Regions from separate parts of the Mus musculus genome. Here region 1 is linked to region 2. A link is a contact called in public HiChIP or PLAC-seq data. All regions are on one chromosome and are shown on one strand. Each heading gives the region's core, a stretch centred on a gene start, on an enhancer-like site or on the middle of the called end of the contact. The rest is flanking DNA. Distances are from core to core; before and after follow the strand shown.

Region 1 (4,723 bases), core at 776-3,275, 210 kb after region 2:
GTCTTGTGGATGCTAGGAACCAAACCTGGGTCCTCTGCAAGGACACCAGTACTGTTGATCTCTGGAGCCATGCCTCCAGCTGTCCTAGCCCTCTGCTGGTTGAAAGATGTAGAACCTTTGATGGCAGGGCTGAGCAGAGGCTTGTCCTCCAGCGCCCATTTTATAGATGAGGAAGTGGAAGTAGCTAGGACAGGGCATGGTCAGAGAACGCACAGCAAAGCAAGAGTCTGCTATGGCATACAAAGCCTGCAGGCCAGTCTCAGCATAGCCAGCACCAGAGCACCTCTTACTTGAAAAAAGCTAATATGGCTAGCTAGGTGTTTTCCCAAACATGGGGACTTCTGAGGCACCATGAAAATGTGGCCCAAACCCACCTTTTCAGACCATCCCATTTTAGCAAGAATACCTCAAAAATTTCAAATGGAAGACCAAAAATGAAAATCTTAATTAAAAATGTGGAGCCATTTCAACCAAAGGTTCAGGCAGGGCCTTGATCTGACGGGCTTGGTCCCCGTAGTGCTGTCTCCATGTCTTTTCTCACTGGATAAACCTAAGTGCTGGGGGAGTGTTCAGGTGAGTGTGCTGCCTGCCGCAGACCATCTGGGTCCCTTTGTCTGCGTGGAGCGGGTCTCTGGGTGCAGATGGGCAAGGAGTTGGCGGGTGACAGACAGACCAACACGTGAGATTGTGTAGAATCTGAATGTATTTTGTCATGTTGAGCATCAAACTTTTTATACCGAAGAATAACAAGAAACCAGGCAAAATACGATCCACCAAGTTACAGTGATGAAATACAAAAGGAATGTATACATCAAAAGAAGGCGGGGACCAGGCTGCTGCCACTATGAAGGGAGCCAGGTGTAAAGCTAGTCTATTGTTAAGCCCACCACCAGGGGTTCTGCACTAGCAGGCCTTCTCATGAATACTGCAATACCACAATCCCCCTATTTCCTGGGTCTTTAGAAGAATTTACCAACTTGCTTCTAATATGAAGCTTGCTATACCTGGCTGTAGGGAAGATCTAAGTCTCAGTGGGATTCCCTAGCTCTATTATGGTATTCCCTTGTTTGGGTGAGATTTGTTATTGTCCTTAGTAAATACTTTGCAGACCAGCTCTGAGCTGCTGGCTCCGTTTTTTGTAATGCTTAGTTACTGAATAGGTAACTTCCTTACTGCATTCCTGCCGGATTCCAAGCTCAGTTGCTTCTGGGACCTTGGAACACTGGCGAAGGCTCTGGTTACGTCAGAATTCAATCTTAAAAGGCACTTAAAATAATATAATGCTAAAAGAGAGCGCAGGGATCCATACACCAGACTAACGTGGGAATAGGGTATGTATATGGGTTAATGAGAACGCCAAAGCTCCAGGAGGTGAGTTTCCGTGAAACTCTTTTCCTCAAGTGCTTCCAGGCTTCTCAGCCTGTCAAGCAGACTTTTACTGGAGTGTGCGTGGCAGCTGCCTACAGTGCTGCCTGCATCAAGTGTTCTTATGCAGAGCTCACATGAGGCACCGTGGTAAAAATAACTCCATCCTTCATTTTAGAATTCAAATTATGAGAGTATACAGCGGACTGCAAGAAGCATTGCTGAGCAAGCGCATGAGCTGGCCTATGACCCAAATTATATGTCACCTTTTGCACAGTTTGCATGTGACAATGGATTAAATGTGAGAGGTAAGCATTCTCTGGAAGGTTCTGAGTTCTGGGTGAAAATGTGTAGGTGTGTGTCCTCTTAGCAAGGTCGGAGGGTGGCGGCTCATTTTTCCTGAGCCGCCCTTCAGAACCGACCTTGACTGCCTGAGAGAGCATGGAACCTGAAGCCCTTTACTCCACAGTGCCCTGCTTACCCAGGGCCACATCCCCAGCAGCTAAGTTCTGCCTCCTGAGTGGCTGAGTCCAAACTGCTGCAGCAGTCTGCAGAGGGAAGTTGTACGACCCTGCCATTGGTCTACTTCCTGGTGTGACTGGGGGATCAGGCCCGTCCTGGCTGGATGACATTGGCATCAGAACTGTCTAGGGCTGCCCAGCGTTTGCTAGGGTAATATTATGACATGCTGAGCACATCTGGGCTGAGGAAATGTTAAAACAGAGGAAAGCACATGCCATAGCTTCTTGGCAGATTAGAATACAGGCTATTCTGAGTTTCCAAACACTGGACATGTTTGTCCAAATTAGGCCAGTGCGGTATGTGAGTGCTGGGCTGTAGCCGTCCTGCACTTACTCATGTGATGCTGTGGGCCGACCACAGCCACCGAGTAGGAAAGCGGCAGGGTGGGTTTAAGCTTCAGTTAAATCACAAGGTTGTAGACAACTCAAGTATGTGCTGACCCTCCTGCCTCGGCCCATCAAGTACAGAGCTTGTAGGTTGCACCGCCGTGGCCTGGCCTTGGTGCTGTATAACTGGGCCTTGTTTACTTTAGCTTTGGGAGATGGCATCGGGTAACACTGGCTCAGTTTAAACTCTCTGTAGCTGAGCGTGACGTTGAATTCCTGATCCTCCCCACACTGGAGCTTGCAGCTTTGACTCTCCAGTCTGGAGCATCAGCAGAGCAAACCCACAGAGCTCTTGTCTTCAGTGCTTACGTGAGCCACATCTCTGATTGACTTTTCCTTCAAGCACACTGATAAGTGTCATCTGTGTTTTAGGTGGAAAGCCAGATGACATCACCGTCCTCCTCTCAATAGTGGCTGAGTACACGGACTGATGGGCCACACTGGTGACTCCTGCCTTTCCCCTGTCTCCCGACTTCTCCCTGCCACATGTGCTGATCCTGCTGGCAGGACCACATTTCTTTGCCACTGATCTCAGTGGCCAATGATGGATGCTCTGGCCCATGTTTGAGACCCATCAAGATCCTTGTTGAGAACCACTGCTGTCACCCGCTAGCCCGTACCCACTGGTGACCCACTGAGAGAAAAAGCGAGGTGACCTCTCCCTTCTCCTGGAGGTTTTCAAAGTCTTTTACTTTTCAAAAGCAGTTGAAGTTTTGAAAAGAAGTAATGTTGGTAAAGTGAACTCAAAATGTCAGTGTGTTAAAGGGATGTTAACATTCAACAAGTAGTAAATAGCGGCACCTCGGCCAAAAAACACGCGGATCATCCCAGGAGAAGCCCTGTGTCCCCCAGGCGCAGGCTCTGCGAGGACTGCTGGGGCTTTGTGTTTTCTGTTTGCCAGGAGCCCACAGTCCTGCTCTATCCTGTGCTGGGTCATGACATCCCAACCCCAGCAGCGGACGGTTTTGGTCACAAATTGGAAGAAAATTTTTGTTCTATGGATGCAGATATTTTGTGCTTTTTAAAAGATGCTTAATTGTGCCCCTGTGACTGCAGCTGTGGCAGTCTGTTGATTTGTCCAGGTCACAGGCTAGAGGCCTGGCCCACAGGAGAGGGACAGGGGAAGGAGACTCCTTACCAAAATCTAGTAATGGAAATACCACGCAAAATTTCAGAACTCCTCAAAGCCTGGGAATCAAATGCTGTAGCTGAAGTCGTCCGTGCTGCCTGTAAGATGCCACGGGCCTTCCAGGGCTAGAGTGTGCAGCTGCAGCTTGGGATGGGGTTGGCTGTGGACAGCCTGCTCCTTCCCTCAGGAGCCTCCCACCCTTAGAGCATGCCCCACCTGCGCTGTGTCCTCAAGGTGATGGTGTGGTGGCTGCAGCTCCCAGAGCCCACAGGAAAGCTAGTGGTGACCTGACATTCACAGTGACCGCAGCTGAGTGTGGGGCCCTGAGTCCAGCTTAATGTTTACAGTTCCAATAGCCATTTGCAGTAGGTAACGTTCCTTCTCAGATTTCCCCATTACCTGCGAGCGCAAACTTATTTTTAAGGTTTATGTACAATTGACTGCTGTAAAGATATATATATATTTTTGGGTCCGTTCTTTTCCTTCATTAACTTGGTGGTAGAAAAGCCGTATATACTTAGAAACCCTTAAGTTAAAGCCGTGTTTCTGTGCAAGTCAGATGACGCTGGTGTGAAGATGGTGTGAGCAGCCGTGCAGCCCTTCCTCTGCAGGAGACACTGGCTCCCTGGTTACTGCATTGAACTTGTGTTTGAGGTTACCTCAACTTGTTTTTAAAAGGTTTTGTCTGTCTGTGCGTTTGTATATTTGAGTAGCTGTCTCTGTTTTATTTAAACTGTTTACCATGTACCATGTACATGTCAGTGCTCTCAGTGCATCATGCTTGTAACAGGCATTCATTCATGAGAATGAGTTACTCATTTGTAAGCTCTTCAGTAATTTATCTACTATTCCTAAATTGGCATAATGTTAGATTCCTATTTTGAATCACCTTTAATTACATGTCAGAATGCCTTAACTCCCCTAACCTGACAACACTGAGTTAGTTCTCTGGTATGGAGGGAGACTGGATAAGGAGATGTCGCACTCTGTTGATCCTGGGGCGTGAGGGGCACGTGGTGGGTATTTATTTTGCACAAACTCTTTGCAGTGTCTGTGTTTAAAACAGTAAGGTTGCATCCAGATGGGGTGTGTGACTCTAGGACTGAGGACTTCAGCTCTTCTGTGTGGTTTGTAATTAGTTCTTGGTCAGAGGTGTTGTAGCCTTACAATCTGGATATATTTTGCATTAATTTTCCAATGCCGACATTTAATTCCTGCTAAGAGCAGAGCTGGTCAAGTCACTGGCTTTTTTCTGCTCTCATTTAGCCCATCAACCAATGTTTGTAAAAGTAGATTGGTGTGTTTTATACAACTTACTTTT
Region 2 (4,730 bases), core at 1,754-4,253:
TTGTTCAAACAAGTGGCTATACTGTGGTGATGATTCGTGGCCATGAGGGAAACTGAGGCCCACAGACCCCATAGAGACTTGGGGTCCTTAAGGGACCCTACCCAGTGGCCTGCCTGGGTGGCAGAGGGCAAGAACTCACCCTCTTCAAGTTTGTCACTGAAGGAGTCTGCCCCAAACACAGGCAGCACAACCCTTATGGGCTCTGGGGGCTTGAGGAGGGCAGAGCCGCCCCAGAAGGGGTTGACAAAGGGTTGTGGGACATCGACATCGGGCCCCTCTGCCTCCTGCAGGCGCCGGAAGGACTCTAGAAGCAGCAGGTCATTTGTCTTCTTTTCTATGATAGCTGGAAGGAAAAAACGGGGTCAGGGGGTCAAGGGTTAAGACCGCCAGCCCAGGCAGCCCTCATTATCACAGAGGGAGGGATGGGAGTTTGTGCAGGATGCTGGCTTCCTCCTGGCCACGGGCCGTGGGTGTGGGAAATTCTGACATCATGAGGCACCGAAATCTCTCTGATGCACATTGGCAGAGCTGCTCACAGGAGCACACGGTAGATCTGAGGCACTGAAAGCGCTGTGAGTGACAGTTTCTAGGAAAACATGGTCCAAAAAGAATTCCCTAGATATTGACAATGAGAAGGCCAAAAACCAGTGTTCCACTAGACATCAAAGCCAGCAGTAGCCTGATTTTCCAGCCTGCATTTATGCCATTCCTTCTGCCTGGGATGCCTGGGGTGGGTGCTAAGATTCAAACTCGGCTCTCTGCGCGCCCGTGCACATACACACACACATACACATTCACACTCATAAGAACAGCCGGTACCATTCATGCCAAGCTACCACAGTCTGGGTGGCCATGTCCCCTCTGTACCCTGAACTGGGAGCTAAACCCGGAAATGCAGAAGGCAGTTTCACAAGCGTCTGTGACATATCCGGAGCCCCACTCTGAACATTTCATTTCCTTCCTTTCAATCAGGGTTTTTAGTTCCTTTTTCTTGCTGTATTGCTTTGGCAAAGCATCCTACAGGTACAGAACTGAATAAGCTTAACAGGAGTCATTTTTGCCTTCTTCCTAATCTTGGAGAAAAAAGCCCATGGGGCTCAGATATGAAAAGCGTGGTGTGTGCGCGCACATGCATGTGAGCCTCTGTACGTATATGTGTATACGTCTGCATGAACACACTTTGTGCATACATGTGTGCATATGTGTTTGCATGCGTGTGCATATATGTGCAGGCATATGTGAGCATGTGCATATAGTGTTTACTGGTGTTTGAATGTGTCTTTGTGCACATGTGTGTGTATGTATAGTGTTTAGTATATACATATATATACTATATATATATATATATATATATATATATAGTGTATGTATAGTGTTTAGTGTATAGTGTTTGTGGCAGGTGCCTGTACATGTGTGTGTATGTGTGTACATCCGTGTAAGCATGTGTGTGTGAACATGTAAGTGTTACGGTGTTTGTGAATGTGTGTAAGGAAGCTCTCTTTTCTAGCTTTAGTTTTTCTCCTGAAGGGAATTCACCAAACCCCTCTCCTGGGTTCACTGAGATTCACCACCAACTAACCCGTGTTTAATCCTCCCAATAAATCCGGTGGTGTAGCTCCTGAGTTGCACCCTCATTTCAGAGCTCAAAGAACCCGAGCACAGAGAGGGTCGGGAATGTGGCCAACGTCACACAGCTAGTAAGTGAAGGCTCAGAATTCAAACCAAGGCAGGCCGCACCATGGCTGTGCTCACTACCAACCAAGAAAGCGTTCTTGTGCCTGGTCACAGACCGTGCAGGCAAGAGTGCCTAAGAGGTACTAGGCTCACCAAAATACTGCTGCAGATTGATGTCCGTGACCTTCCCGGACTCGCCCAGCTTGCCCAGGATCTCAGTGGCATCGCAGTTGATCTTCTTAAACATCTTCTCCACCGAGTTCTTGAGATACTCCAGGGTCTTGCTCATCTCCTTGTATTTGGTCTCATAAATGTCCGCTTCCTGCGTGGTCTTTCTCAGTTTCTCCTGGGGGACAGACAGACACCAGGCCCAGCCTGAGGCTGAGGGACTTTTTGTGCAAGTGACGGGGGGGCGGGGGCAGGCGGTGTGCCATCCAAGGAATGAGCTTCCTGACAGCATCAAACAAATTTAAGAAAAAAACAGACAGCTAAGGATGGGGGTTCCTTGCGTGGAGTGCTTGCGCAAACCAGGAGTGGTATGCATGCCTGTAAATCTTGCACTCTGGGGATGGGGGCAAGGAGGGACGCGAGCCCAGGGTCATCCTTGTCTATGTAGTGAGTTTGGGACCAGCCTGGGGTACATGAGACCCTGTATCAAAACTAAGTGATTCCTCAGAGTGCCGAACCCGGACTCCTGGAGAGAGAGGAGATGGTGAAGAGCCAGGGGTGGAGAGGGTTCTAAGCAGGAAGTTGGGGACAGCCCTTAGCAGGGTGGGACGTATCTGAGAACCCATAGCTCCTTGGATGAAGTCTCCTCCTTGGGGTATTTGTATTTCGGAGGGGGATACGTGGGCATGCGCACGCGCATGCGCGCAGACACAATGCTATCCTAGCTAGCACCACAGTCCAGTGAAGGCATAAAACAATAAAGACAGAGCCAGGCAGAGGAGACCCTGATGAACACTGTTGATCCCAAACCCAGGGAAGAGTCGGGAGTTCTAGGTGGCCCCCAAGTAGAGCCTGTGGATCTAGGCTGGAGACCACCTGCGGAGACCAGCCTGAATCACAACGGCTTCCCTTCCCGACACCCCTTGGCTCTGAGTTTCCTAGGCTCTTCCTGGGCTTTGCTGTCCCTCCGCGGTAGAGCCACGAATAGCACCACCAGCCTGGTCAGGGTGAAGGACGAAAATGAGCCCCAAGGAACAAATAAAAATCGCTCAGGGGAAGGAGCTATGATTCTGAACAGGAAAAGCCCAGGCTACCCTTTAACTCCAGATCCTGCTGCCTCAGCCTCCTAAGTATGCGAATCAAAGATGTGTGCACCACACCCAGCCAGTCAGGGGCGGGATTCACATCTTGCTGAGCATTGGCTGTTCATTGCCCAGATACTGTCACCGGAGAACCTGTTTGCCCTGGGATGGCAGTGTGACGAGCACACAAACCCCATAAAGAGTCATTATTCAAGTGTCCTGAGAAGCAACTGGGGCTTCCTGCCTCAGCCAGTGTGGCCTTCTCCACACTCTCCAACCTTCTTCCTGGGAGCCGTGGTACCACCAGGCATCCTTGGGATGGAAACCACACACCAAGAAGAGCCTGGGTGGTAGATGACATCACAAAGACACTCCCTCCCCCAATCCTGAAAGTGCCAATTTTCAGCTTATTTAACAAAAAATAAGCTTCTAGCTTGCTCGGGCTCCCAGGGTGTCTGGGGGGCGGGGGAGGCAGGAAGAAACCTTCAAACCCAATACTGGGGAGCCAAAGGAAGGAGGATTGCTGTGAGTTTGAGGCCAGCCTGGGCTACATAGTGAATTCTAGACACCAAGGCTGCATAGTGAGACCATGTCCAAAAAAAAAAAAAAAACCCACAACTCGGCTCCCTAGAGTTGATTGTACTGTTTGCCTCTGCCAGCCTCTGTTTGCTCCCTGAAAAAAAAAATGGAAAGAGTATAACACCTTCTCCTGAAGGTGGTGAAGGGAGATGGGGCCAGAGGAGTGGACATAGCCTGGCATCTACTGACTAGTGCCTAGCCCAGGACGCATTTGCATGCAGGATGTAGGCTTGGTTCAGTGGTGCAGTACAGAACTAACATACTGGAGGCCCTGGGTTTGATTCCCAGCATAGACAGAAAGGGAGAGGGGAGGAGAAAGAATAGAAGACAGACTGTTGGTTTGTGGTCGTTAGTGAAAAACAGTGGAACTGAGCCAAGGGGGAGACAAAAGGAGAAACTGAGGCAGAGATGCATCAGAATGGAAGTGCAGTCCCAGGCTTAGGTTGGACCTCCGAGCACCTGTACAATAAACAGAGCTTACAGACAAGGGTTCTGTGGTTGTGTCTGAACAGGCCATCTGACAGATGACGGACACATGCAGGATGCTCCTTGTCCCTGTCTCTTCCCCTCCCCCTCCCCCCTCCCCTTCTCAGCTCACCTCCATCTGTTTCAGGATGCTCCGGGTGCCCTCATGGGAGGTCTGCTGCTGTGACCGCAAGTTGATGATGTCATCCTGCTCAGACAGACGAGAACCAGTAGGAGAAGATGGGAGTTGCCCTCATCCACTGTATCCAACCCTACTCCATGTGGGGTAACCCATCAAGGAGTCGCCCCTGTCCCCACCTTCTCCTCAGGCATTCTATTCTTCATCCTCTGAGAATCATCTAGAACTATCTAGTGCAGTAGCTCTCAACCTTCCTAATGCCTCGACCCTTTAATATAGTTCCTTCATGTTGTGGTGACTCCCCAAACATAAAATTATTTCTGTCGCTACTTCATAACTGTAACTTTGCTACTGTTTTGAATTGTAATGTAAACATCTGTGTGTTCCAATGGTCTCAGGCGACCCCTGTGAAAGAAACATTCAACCCCCAACGGGGTCATGATCCACACGGGCTCAGAACCACCTAGAAAGAGAAGTCAGCATCATCTCTCACATCCTGTGTGCACTAACCGCGCCATGTCATGGCCACGCCTAGGTACTGAGAACTTGCAACATGGCACCAGAGACAGGGCAGCTGAAGTTTCTCTTGTATTACAGGGTAAAGAATATATTTGGACAACTAG

What was found. HiChIP or PLAC-seq counts read pairs in DNA pulled down with a chosen protein or histone mark.
Region 1: an H3K27ac HiChIP or PLAC-seq map of embryonic stem cells shows a contact between it and region 2, with 4 times the contacts expected there. The contact joins two enhancer-like sites. A contact is called at or near these places in 1 of 39 promoter capture datasets (cranial neural crest), 2 of 15 datasets of contacts at CTCF or cohesin (large pre-B cells and pro-B cells), 25 of 484 Hi-C or Micro-C datasets (the 63-12 cell line, the AML12 cell line, B cells and 17 more), 7 of 115 datasets of contacts at active chromatin or transcription factors (embryonic stem cells, epiblast stem cells, microglia and 1 more) and 4 of 9 other capture datasets (adipose tissue, embryonic stem cells, liver and 1 more).

Annotation. Positions count from the first base shown.
Region 1 is chr5:122,318,171-122,322,893 of GRCm38.p6, forward strand. Pptc7 (PTC7 protein phosphatase homolog) reads left to right here. Exons shown (of 6, transcript NM_177242.4): 5 at 1,544-1,673; 6 at 2,646-4,723. The coding sequence ends at 2,704. Among named protein-coding and RNA genes, the nearest start is that of Rad9b, 34 kb to the right of the region's middle. Within about 2 kb of position 2,026, at least 60 of the 459 cell types and tissues checked have an H3K27ac peak or open chromatin away from gene starts, as enhancers often do. A contact at or near this core is called in embryonic stem cells, where this site is marked.
Region 2 is chr5:122,109,033-122,113,762 of GRCm38.p6, forward strand. Ccdc63 (coiled-coil domain containing 63) reads right to left here. Exons shown (of 12, transcript NM_001384199.1): 9 at 4,102-4,176; 10 at 1,828-2,020; 11 at 140-343. It also overlaps a transcript of Myl2 not described here. Among named protein-coding and RNA genes, the nearest start is that of Myl2, 10 kb to the left of the region's middle. Within about 2 kb of position 3,004, at least 19 of the 459 cell types and tissues checked have an H3K27ac peak or open chromatin away from gene starts, as enhancers often do. A contact at or near this core is called in embryonic stem cells, where this site is marked.